Regions from separate parts of the Zea mays genome. Here all the other regions are linked to region 2. Evidence: chromatin contacts called from public Hi-C data. All regions are on one chromosome and are shown on one strand. Each heading gives the region's core, a stretch centred on a gene start, on an enhancer-like site or on the middle of the called end of the contact. The rest is flanking DNA. Distances are from core to core; before and after follow the strand shown.

Region 1 (3,961 bases), core at 370-2,869, 160 kb after region 2:
GGCGAATGGCTTACCGTGTAGCTCGGTCTACGTGCGACGGCGGCCGGTTGAAGTCCGACAACGTCAATCCGGCGTCTCCGGTGAGGTGGTGTTCAGTCTGCGGCTCGGGGAGCTTCACTGAGCTCCGGGGAAGCTAGCCAAAGGGTCAGACGGGGTGGAGAAGGGCTAGAGTGGCCGGTCTATGGTGGTTGGGGCTCGTGCGGCCGCGGGCACGCCGTTCTTTGGGCAAACGCCGGTGAACTCGTGCTTGGGCAGGGTTGGGAGCGCGCGGGGGTGTACGGTCAAGGCCGGGGTTGGCTTTATAGCCGTGAGCGCGGTCATGGGCACGGGGTTGACGCGGCGCGACGTGGGGCCGAGCGCTGGGGCGTGCTCTGGCGTTGCCAGGACGCGTCGAACACGTGGCCGTGTTAATCTGACCGAGTTCTTGCGCCTGCTGAGCACCCAAACGTGCGAATCTTGCCATATGACTTGTTCAAGATTTCTTCCCTGCACCTAGAGCTATCTAGTTCATGTGAGTTCCAAGGGGAGATCGGGTCTAGCTTGGAAGATATGGTGGCGCCAAGTCTTGTCTGTCTGCACTGTTCACCCCACGACAAAAAGATGTCAAACCGTGTAAAACGACCCTGGATTGGTTTCAAATTTTTCAGGGGTGTGCCTTGGGTAGTTTGGCTACTTTTTGTTATTTGGACCAAGTGGTTTTGGCGCCAGCAAAAGGGTGAACTCTTCTGATCTTTAGACTAAGGCTGATTTTTGACTTAGAGAAAAATGGCTTGCTCTAGGGTGCTCTCCACTTGGGGCTTAATTTTGGGGTTTTTGTAGGACATTTTTGTAATACCTCTCTTACTATATTTTGTAGGTATATTAATGTCTTCAACTTTGGTAAAGGGTTCAATCCATGAATTGGCCATTTGCATAGTTTTCCCTTTAATCCAATGTTTGGGGGGTTTAATGGCCTAAGAGGGGAAATTAGGGTTTTAGAACCTTTTTCATAGGTGAAGATACATGAAGGCTAGGGTATCCCTCCCATCATGATCATCACTTAGTTTAGCCATGGTTCTAAAGCTTTGGGTGTCCTCTCTTTCCATTTAAACACATGTGACAATAGGCCATAGATGCACATTTTAAGCCAGGGCCTGGGTAACACCTGGGGTGTTACACTCCCAATCGAGATTTGGACGACGACAGCGCCAAAGCCGTGGCCTAGACACTACTCCTTCCCCAATGCAATGCTCACACAGCGCTCAATTCCCCCACCGCGCGAGCAGTGGATGTGTGACGAAGGCCCAAGGCGACCGTGCCCGGCTTTACGATCTGGGAACTAGGTGCCCGTCGCGTGGATTTCAGCAATCGGCGAAGACTTCGGTTGTTGCAACAACCTGGAGAATTCGGCATGGATTCGCAATGGCCAGAGCTAGAAGAATCGGAGGAGGGGTATGTGGATTTGGGTCGAGCTGGAATGGCCGAATCCGTAGGAGCTCGACGGGGAATAAGGGAAGGGTTTACAATGGCCGCAAGCCATGCGCGATCCTTAACAAAATCTGCCCAGTCGGATCGGTCTTCAGTTGAAGACGCAGCTGACCAGAGCGGCCCACAAGCAGTGATGGCACACACGAGGGAGGGAGAGGTTGGCGATCCGGGGACCATCAGTCAGAGAGCAAGAGAGCGGTAGAGGGAGTGGGCCCACCGGTCTGCGTGCAAATTTTCTCCCCGGTTGGGCCGCGCGGAGGAAACAATGGAGGTGGGTCGGGGAAGGGAAAATCGGCCGAGGTGTGCCTGTATTACTTCTCTTTCTTTTTTTATTTTCTTTTTGAATTTCAGATTTGAATTTGATTTCAAAATTTGTTTGTGAGCTCCTTTCACAGATTTAGTGCACAATTTAAAAGTACCAGCACGAGGAATTATTTTTATTTATTTACATTTTTCTTTATAATATATACATTCTTTTTCCTTTTTATTGCAATTTCTTTCAACTTTTCAGGTTTCTATTTCAAATTCAAATTCGTTTCCACTTTTTGTTTTAAATTTCAGATTTTCAATCTCAACATAATCCTATAGATCCTACTATTTTCAATGGTATTATTTATTCTTCTCAATGTTTTTAATTCTAGGAGTAATGGATGATTATTACCATTTTCCTTTCTCACTTTCTATTTTATATTTTCTTTATACTTTAAGGTCAATTTAAGTTATGATTCCTTTATTCAAACGAGGTGCCTCAAAATAATATCAGCATGAGATACACATTTCTTTATTTATTTATTTGTTATTTGCATAATTTAATGCCATTATTTGGGTATGCAAAGAGAAAAAAGGAAATCAATGGATCCCAAAACACCCACTTATTTATATATCTATTCATTTTATTATTATTATTTTCTTATACCAATTTTGGGCTTTACAAATCCTACCCCCCTTAACAGAAATCTCGTCCTCGAGATTTGTAAGAAAGAGGGTGTAACAAGTTTGGTTTATAGTCTATGTTTCAATTTCTAAGGGATTATAATACCAAAAGACTCTTTTTTTGTTCAAGTTTATAATACAAATTAGCAGGTGATTACGAAAACATGGGTATATATATGTATATCCACTTTATTATGTAGGGTAAAAGATGTCTTTAAAGCATAGATAGGTTTGAGTAAGAAAAGGGGTACGGTAAGGAAGGCTCCATCCAAGATTGTGGATCGTGACTCCTTTGAAGATCCGATTTTATCCTTCCTTGATTTGATGAGGTCGATCATCTTTGATCTTCAGCCATGTAAACGTTACCCAAGTTGGGGACATATAGTTAAGATGGCTTGTAGGCAAGGACAGATGGTTAGTGGGTAGGTCGCAATGAGTGTTGTCGTGGCATAATCTAGCTTCCTTTGGGGTCTAGCTTGATTCCTATTCTTCTTTAATGAGATTGATCTCTTCCTTCCTGAGCTTTGGTGTCTCCATCCGAGTTTGGGACATGAGGTTAAGATAGATCTGTAGGTAACAGATGGGTAGAGGGTTTAGTAGGTAGCTATATGCTAGATGGGATTAGTTATGTAACATGTTATGTAGGTCAAGTTGTTGGGTATGGCCGAGTTGATTTAAGATCTCAAACTTGTTTACAGTAGCAGGGTCTAATGTATTTCCTTAGCATTAGCCAATCATGTTTTAGTGACTCACAGTAGGTTTGATCATAATAGATTAGATAGGATTGGATATGACTAGAATAGACTAGTTTAGGTTAGATAGATCTACTAGGGTGGGATAAATAGCGTTAGGATATGCTAGTCTTTGGAAATAGGATGGATTATATGGTGTATGTAAGTCAGAATCTCTGTTTTGTTGTTAGGTTAAAATAGCGGGGTTATGCAACTGTCAGATGTTTAAGGTAGTTGCATATGGCCAAGTTGGTATGGTGTTCTTAATTTAGTGTAGAGAGAACTAAGTTAAAACATGTTCTATAGGAGTAGAGTCTAATCTATTTCATCAGTATTATCTAACATGTTTAATAAGTCACTTTAGATTAGATCAGATCTAGGTTAGATTGGTGTGACTAGCTTGGGCTAGATAAGATCTAATTAATTTGGGTTAGATCATGATCATGGTGGGATAAGTCAAGTGGTTTGGATAAGTTGAATTTATTAAGATAAGAGAGAATATTTTAAGATAAGATGGATCTATTAGGCTTGATATATTCTAATGGGGTATTCTTAGTTGGTCTAGTTTATCTCATAAACAATTTATGAAGATAAGAATTTTTTTAACATAAGATGAACCTATTAGGATAAGATATAATCCTTTAAGTTAAGAGGGATCTATTAAAAATAGATACACTTTAATGGAGGATAATCTAGGTTGTTTAGTTATCTTGTAAATATTATCATTTATGCTTAGATATGTACGCAGACGCAATTGTGGACATTACTCCACAACTCATCACACACAATCAAAGCAAGAACAAACATTCAAGCATACAAATATTTAAAAA
Region 2 (4,329 bases), core at 686-3,185:
TTATATAAAATACATGCATTGCTAGCTAAGATGTGTGCACACAAAAGGGAAAAATATAGATCAGGTATCAGTCCCAATCATTTCTCCACCCTAAAACTATTTCTATTGCACTTGGTCATCCAGATCCATATTTCAGGCAAGCTCTTTGCTTGGCGCCAGCACCTAGCTTTTTGGGTAGTGGGAATTGTGGTTGGTGCAGCCCAAGATGTTGACATGCACAGTGTTGAATATGGAACAATTCCCGTGTACCACTGATCAAGGTGGGTTATGACATAACTTTCACTTTAGAGGTTGACGAATTTATACAAGCCATCCCACCTATTGAGATTGATCCCAATGAAAAAGATGATTATAGCAATGGGGCACAAGACAAGACTGACAATAATGGTCTTCACTGCCTGTGAAAGAAACACAAAAGTTCAGAACCTAAACAGAATGAGCACAATGCTTCATCATGAGGTCCAGCACCAATGCATAGCAGTAACACCTTTCCTTATAACTGCACTTGCAGCAAAAAATAGTGCTTCAGAAGTCAGTTCAGCACAATAGAGGAAGCTGAATAATTCTCCTTTTCAAGCTGCTCAATCCACTTGTTTTTTAGTGCCAACAAAGTTTGGTTTTACTACTGTGGACCAAGCTGCATCCTTACATTCTTTGGCTACACATAGAGCGCTGCAGGTGCTCTCTCCCCAGTGACAACCTGCAGGTTCGCCGGTGGGATTCCCAATAGTGGCTGATAAGCTAGTTGCAGATCAGTTGCTATTCCACCATATTTTCTGCCTGGGGATTGCAAACTACTACTGGAAACCTTTGTTCAACAAACCCTAATGCAACTGCACCCAGTATTGCTGCTTCTCCTTACCGGATTGTTCTGTATGGATCTACTGATGTAACACCCTAAAAATGATTTTCCTAGTGAGTAAATAAGTTTTATTTGTTTATTTTAATTTCCCATGAATTTAAATATTCCAAATAATAACTTCCCACACAGTTAATCTTAGTGGCAAAAAACTAAATATATGAGTTTCAACCTACACTTATTTCATAATAAAGGACAGCATAAAGAGTTCTTTTCCAGAAACTAGAAAGTGCAGACATCACCTTTTCCCCTTTTTGATTATGATGGATAGAATCAAAGTTCAGCACACCCTGTAGCAGTAAGGCTCAAAGATTTTGGACAACAGGAATAACACTCGGGCCAGCGATGCTAAACATGGAACAGAAGCAAGTAGAATCCATAAGAGAGGATGAGAACTGCTGTTACCCGTCGTGTAAAAGAGCAAGTATCCTCGATAATAGATATCGGGAGCAGGTATGAACCGGGATATGAATTGGCATGTTCTTTCTCAACTATTAGTGCTCATCGTAGATGAAAGAATTGAGACCACTGGAAATTGCACCAGTTTATTCAAGAACTTAGATCTGATTTGATGACTCACTCTGTTGGATAAGCATGAAGCGAACGCCTATCTCCCCCAAGAGTACTCCAAGCCCCTCACCAAGCAAATTCCTCCCATGCTGCATCACCAACTACTCGAATCTAATTTTTCTACCTCAAGTTCGAACTGGAAGGAAAATTGGGAACCAAAACTTGCAGCAAACATAAATAGACAAGTCACACGGACCCTAACCTGCACCGCCCCCGGCTGCACAGGAGACCGGCAGCCACCGGGTGCCCCCGCTGCGCGCGACGCGGCAGGCCAATCCGCTCTTGGAGGCCGCCGCATGCGTGTGGACCCGACGGTGGGAGCCAGCGGCGGGAGTCATTAACGCGAGGAATGCCTGCGCGCAGGGAACGACGGACGCCAAGTTCATCGTGCGTTATAGCGCTGCTCGCTCGACGCGATCGCCGATCAGGGATGAAGTGAAGTGGACTGGAGAGCGCTGGTGAGTGGCGAAGGATGCACATGGCCTTATCTGTCGTGACGAGAGCTGTGATTGTGAGCCTGTGTCAAACGGCCAAACCCCGCAGGCTGTGCTGTAACGCCTGAGCCGAATTGGTGCCAGTGGGCTGGGCCGAGCCCATTCGAGCCCTTTTCTTTTAGTTAGAATTTACTTTTTCAAGTTCAAAGTGGAATCTTGTGAAATTCATATAAAATCAAATCAAAACCTAAAAATAGCAAACCTAAATTTTGTAGACTTATGATACACAGATCTAAACAATAAAAATACCAGTACATGTGAAACGACTAGTATGAACATAGCTATTTTAGTCATGCTTTTATATTCATCCAAAACTTAAGATAAATTCAAAGTATGACCACATCACTAATATATTGTTATGGCCTATTTGAATCCCATATACTAAACTTTAGCGAAGTATTAATGTTTAGCACACTTTAAGGAAGCTAAATTGATATTGAGTGCTAAATTTTAGCACTTCACTTTAGCACTCATATTTGAATCTATAAGTGCTAAAAATGTAGTGCTAAACTTTGGTACCATGGATCCAAACATACCCTAATGCTAAAAGTTTCAAACTCAGAAAAGTTCATATGGACGTGTTGTTATATTTTTATAGGAAGTTCTTTTCAAATAATTTATTTAAAAACACATTAAGTTAGTGGAACACTATAGTAAAAGTTTCACGCTCAAAGAAGTCAAAATGAGGAAGATATATATGGATTGTGTTTCTAATATAGTATTTTTTTTCATTTGCACATGTTACCTAAATGTCGTCAATGATACATTAGTCTTGTTATTGAGGTATGATGTTACTATAAATTTGTCATATCGAGAAAACATAGCATAAAATAGCAATGGATTTATTGTTCTTATTACTTATTTATCTTATTCAAAATGAATAATGGTAAGAAATGAACTAATACTTTCATATGTTCCTTAGTTAATTTTTTTTCTCAAACGTGTTGTACCATATTTTCTATTAAAGGGCCGTTTGGATCCATTAAATTTGAAGGAATTAGAAATCACTTAACAAAGTGGATTATTTGGTTGAAATTTGATATTCCACCACTTTCCAAAGTTTAGATATAATCCCAAATTCTTAGGATTAGGGGTGAAAATTGATTTTATGTATTACAAGCCCATATTTCTACTCTGTAACTTATCACGAACTCTCCGGCTCACTCCCTAATAGTAAAAATATAGCGTATAAATATCCCTCCATATAGCCAACACTAGCATATAAATATATTGAGTATACAAATATAATAGCTTAATTGGTCTATGTCTAAATTGTGATTATTAGAATTGAATTCCATTATAAAGGATACAAACGAGGCCTAAAAGAATTTACAGCATCCCCTGATAATCGGGTAATGGCCCATTTAAAAGGATCAGTATGCCTAAAACAAGAGGTGAATGCACTAATATAAAAGTTCTCACGAAATTAAAACATACCACTTACATCATTTAACTATTGTTCCTAAATTGTGTTTCTAGACTGCTGCATAAAGTTCTGCAACTTAGAGGGTGTTTGGGACTCCTCAGTGTTCTAGCTTTAGCGTGAAACTATAGTTTATAATATAAATTTAAGTAGTTTAAAAAATAATGACTTGTCTAAATGTCTTCGGTTCATAACTCTAGCTTCATGATTTTCTGGAGCATCTAATGACTTGCTCCACCATTCCACCAAATTTTCTGGAGCTGGATCGGAGTAGTCCCAAATAGGTCCTTAGTTCGAACCTATTAAGAACAAGGAGATAACTAGAGTGGGGGCTAATAGTCTTTTCTAAAGTTAAGTCATGTCAACTAATTGAAACTTCTCTCTAGATATGAAGTGTTAGGCTTAGCAATTTTGGTGAGGTCACAGGATTGTGAGTTTTGCAACTCAATACAAATACACCGTAGACTAGTGTGAAAAGGTACATGGAAAAGCTAATGTGAGAGTTTGTGTGGGTTTGTAATATGGATTTCTGTGCTTTTTGAAAAGACTATGAACACCTAATAGGAGTGAATTAGGCCTTCTAAAATTCTCGTTGATCTAGGCCACAAATAACTCTACTAAATAAAATCTATGCAAATAACTAAACAATAAGGTATAAACTAGGTTTCGTCTAAGTGTTGCTATCTCTAGTGTAAAAGGAGTTATGCAACCTAAGTTCCAATCCTATATTCTAAACTAAGAATAATAAAGATTGTAACTTAAGTAATCAATGCAAATGAAAAAGCTTAAGAGCAAAGGTAGAGAATACAAACTCCCGTGGATGCGTCGATATTTTTGCCAAGGTATCTAGAACCACGCAAGGTCCTTACTAATCTTCGTTGCCCCTTCACAAAGGGATGTCTACGTGAGGGCCAAGCACCGGGACAACTAACTCCGTAGAGGGTTGCAGACCTTCTCCAGGCGCAAGCGGTGCTCCACTTCTG
Region 3 (4,081 bases), core at 817-3,316, 200 kb after region 2:
CTCGAGTGCCTCTCCGTAAGGACCTGTTCTATGGATGACCGCCCGGGAAAACAGTGCAACCATGAGGGTAGAATGGGGTGCCCTTAGCTGAATAATTAGAGGATCCGGGGTGTAGTTCACTTAGCCGTCGTGCCGTCAATGAGGCTCGGTGTATGCGGCTCGCTCTGCCAAGTTTGGGTTCGCCCCTTGGGGAGGAGTGCGGTGCATTTAGGAAACCTAACGGGTGGCTACAGCCCCGAGGAATCTTTGTAAAGGCTACGTAGTGATGCCCTGCTAGGCCACCTAGGTAGTGGTCAATGGGGAGTAGCTCTCTCCGGGCAGAATGGGAATCACGGCTTGTGGGTAAAGTGCACAACCTCTGCAGAGTGTTTGAAAAACTGATATATCAGCCGTGCTCATGGTTATGAGCGGCCAAGGGAGCTCCAATGATTAGTGGTACTTGATCAGAGATACTTTGGTACAGGTGGTTATGAGATCGATGATTCTGGTTATGACTATGGTGCTGGTAAGTGGTATTCTTTCCGTTTGGAAAGGGTACATCGGGTTAATAACTTGGGTTAATGCTAAAACTTGGCTTTCTACTAGTAAGTAATAATCTGACCAACTAAAAGCAACTGCTTGACTTATCCCCACATAAAGCTAGTCCACTACAGCCAAACAGGATACTTGCTGAGTATGTTGATGTGTACTCACCCTTGCTCTACACACCAAACTCCCCCATCCCCAGGTTGTCAGCATTGCAACCACTGCTCAGGCGAAGATGAAGCTGTGGAAGGAGACTTCCAGGAGTTCCAAGATTACGACGAGTTTTAGGTGTGGGTTAGCGGCAACCCCCAGTCGGCTGCCTGTGAAGGCCGCGGTTATCTACGTTTCTTTTCCGCACTTTGATTTATTGTAAGAACTATATGGACGTCTCAAACGTATGATGTAATCAACTATTTCCCTTCGTAATACTATTTTGAGCACTGTGTGATGATGTCTATATTATGTAACTGCTGTGTACGTGAATAACTGATCCTGACACGTATATGGTTCGCATTCGGTTTGCCTTTTAAAACCGGGTGTGACACACGTGCGGTGGGAGAACGCCGGAACGGCAGAGCGGGCAAGTGGCGTGCGCTCGTAGCCACGGATCGATGCACTCTCTGTGGAACACGTGCTGGCACGCCGGCAGCTGCCGCAGCGACTCTCCCGTCTCCACCTCTCCCAGGCACACCGCGCAGTCCTCGGCCGCCACGCCATTATCGCCCACGGAGTCGTAGCTCGGGAAGAAGCGCCCCGCTGCGAGGACGGCGGCATGCACCTCCGCGCGGTGAATCGCGAGCTGCTCCGGGTGGCGGAGGGCGTGCGTCGACATGGCCAGCGTCGTCGTTCCTTCCCCGGCGACATATGATCTTGATGCCTCCTCATCCTGCCGCGGGCCGCTCGTCGACGACGCGGAGAGCCAGCGCGGCCAGGGCGGACTCCTGAGCTCGGCGTAGAAGTGGAGGCAGAGGACGAGGCTGACGGCGGTGCACAATGCCGCGAACGCGGCGAAGAAGATGGCACGGCCTGAGTGTGGGCGGTTGACGAGGAGGAGGACGGCCACCGGAGCCGTGACTAAGCCGCTGGCGAAGATAGCGTGCGCGACGACGAAGTCGCGGCTCCACCGGTAGCAGCTGGTGTCAGGCTCGTCCGCAGACATGCCCGGCCGTACGCCGAATCCTGTCGAGATTTCTCTCTATATATATTGTACATATATAAGAATAAGAAGCCCGTATGGAGGTTGACGTGGCGGCGATAATGTGTCTTACTGTTGTTACGGTCGCTAGCTGCTAGCTCGTGCAGGCAGCTAGAGATCCCTTGGTAGCTTTGCAGCGGACGATTTTACGGGAATCCAATCAAGGGCGGCGTTCGTTGGCAGTAAATAATTGAAGTGCTTGGACATAGCACATCTCATTGTCCGTCATTGCTAGATGCGGACTTTGCGAGTGCTTCAGCTTAGCTGTGGAGATGGAAACGATGTGAGCATTTGCAACTGCTCGTTCTTTTGTTGCGTTTGTTGTTCTAGTTTGCGTATGTATTTACGTATGCATGTGTATCTTCTTTGGAATTGTGTATGTATCTTCTTTGGAATTGTGTATGTATCTAGTATCTTGTTCTCACTTGTTTCGATTTTTTTTTTAAATGGTCAAGTAGATATCGCAATGTGTTTATTGCATCAAAATCGCATTTCTCAGTTTGACAGCGCCTGGACTGTGCGACTGTGCGTGATCTGGCTACGGTGTGACGGCCTCGAAGGGGCAACAGGAAGCAGGCCTCCTCGGCACAGTGCCACAAAAGCCTGCGTGTATTTGGGCCGGACTGGGTTAACCACTCAAGAGGCCTGATGGAAGGCGTATGTTCGTTAGTTAGAGCATCTCCAACATATCCTAAAACACCTAATCCTAAATTCTATTTTTGAGAAAAAAGCAAAAACGGCCACCCAACAGCTCCCTGCTCTATCTCCCCATACCGCGCACGTAAAACATAGGCCTTGCTGCGAATGTTTTCGCCGAACTCTCTTCTCCCAATCCTCTTTTTCTGTATGTCCGCGCACATCCCTTATGATATCTTGGCTCGAGTGGATAATGATATCCTGATTTAAAGCTTAATATAATTAAAAGAGTACTCGTAACAAAAGGTGCATCTTTTTTCGGACAAAGAACCTCTGGGTTAAGCGTGTTTGGCCCAGATCAATCTTGAGATAGATAACCGACCGAAAAGTCTTCTCGGATACGTATGAGTGAGAACAAACTACGCACAAAATACTCGTGTTGGTCTATAGGGATGATATATGGTCCTAGAGGGCTGCCAGGAGTAAGTATCGCTGGTCCGAGAGTGGATAAGGTGTTACAAATGGTATTAACGCTGACCCTCACGGTTTCACGGGCGTGTGTGGACTAGGGGTTCGGGCATATGGCGCATGGGGCAAGTTGGCCCGGAGTGGTCACATGTCATGGCATATGACGACACTGGACACAGACGTGGGCAATGGGGAGGTTTTTGGCTTGGATGGACCGATGAGGACGTCGATCTTCTAATGGGGTGGATTGTGAATTTATGATATCCTGACCTCAGTGGATGGTGATATCCTAGACCAAGGCTTAATATAATTAATACAGTGCTCATAACAAGGTTTTTTTGAAGCATGTCTCGAAAGAACCTCTGGATTAAACATGTTTGGCCTAGCGCAATCTTGGGATAGGTGTAGACCGAGAAGTCTTCTTGGGTACGTATGAGTGAGGACAAAGTACGCATAAAAAAACTTTTATTGGTTTGTGAGGATAGCCTATAGTTCTAGAAAACTATTAGAAGTAAATACCGCCGATTCGAGAGTGAACAGGGTGAATGGGCATGAAGGTCGCCCCAAGTGAGAACCAGCTTCTACGTCATGCTCGCCTCCAGCAAGAACTAGATCATGCGTCACGCTCGTGTAAGTTCCTAGGGAATGAGCCATAGGACGTGCAGGAGATGCTTGCTTTTGTCTCGCCGTCGGCGTCTTCAATGGCGGAAACAATCACTAACTGCGTGATTGGCTGGCTAGCCAACAGTAACTAGGACCACCACGCACGTTGACCGTGCCTAGGCGAGTGATTGGTTACCTGTACTGCACCAGCGCGGCCTGCACGTCAATGTGCAACCAAGGCACCTTTTCCACCATTTGCCTGCATGCACGGAGACGGGACGAGGCGAGGATCTCTACCAAGCCAGGCGGGCGTGAGCCGGGCGCATCCGCCGCACGGAACCAATCACCCCTAAGATACTGGCACTCCCGCGGAAGAGATATCATAGGGAGATGGCGAAAAGAAGGAGAAGAGATATAGTGTATGTAGGAGATATTTAGGAAACCATTGGAGAAGAGTCTTTTTTAAATCTAAAATGTTGTTAGAGAGCTCACAATCAAAAAAAAGTATTGGGAGCTAATAAACTTGAAGTTGTTGGAGATACTTTTAAGAGCCGATGGAAGAGAAGACGTAATATTAGTAGAAGTATACCTGTCATCTTTGAAGGGGTACTAAAATCCTTGCATACTAGCTAATCTGTCTTTGTCTAAACTACC

The links. Hi-C and Micro-C count contacts between places; a contact is called where the count stands out from the background.
Region 1: a Hi-C map of ear shows a contact between it and region 2, with 2.3 times the contacts expected there. The contact joins the enhancer-like site here to the promoter of LOC100285485 in region 2. A contact is called at or near these places in 4 of 25 Hi-C or Micro-C datasets (ear, endosperm, leaf and 1 more).
Region 3: a Hi-C map of ear shows a contact between it and region 2, with 2.0 times the contacts expected there. The contact joins the promoter of LOC103628520 here to the promoter of LOC100285485 in region 2. A contact is called at or near these places in 2 of 25 Hi-C or Micro-C datasets (ear and tassel).

The regions. Positions count from the first base shown.
Region 1 is chr5:146,085,757-146,089,717 of Zm-B73-REFERENCE-NAM-5.0, forward strand. No RefSeq gene overlaps it. Among protein-coding and RNA genes, the nearest start is that of LOC111589423, 19 kb to the right of the region's middle. Within about 2 kb of position 1,620, at least 16 of the 20 cell types and tissues checked have an H3K27ac peak or open chromatin away from gene starts, as enhancers often do. A contact at or near this core is called in ear, leaf and tassel, where this site is marked.
Region 2 is chr5:145,928,334-145,932,662 of Zm-B73-REFERENCE-NAM-5.0, forward strand. LOC100285485 reads right to left here and starts at 1,936. Exons shown (of 5, transcript NM_001413579.1): 1 at 1,632-1,936. The coding sequence starts at 1,815.
Region 3 is chr5:146,124,854-146,128,934 of Zm-B73-REFERENCE-NAM-5.0, forward strand. It overlaps LOC103628520 (E3 ubiquitin-protein ligase EL5), which reads right to left and starts at 2,067. Exons shown (of 1, transcript XM_008648706.3): 1 at 1,052-2,067. The coding sequence starts at 1,684. The coding sequence ends at 1,052.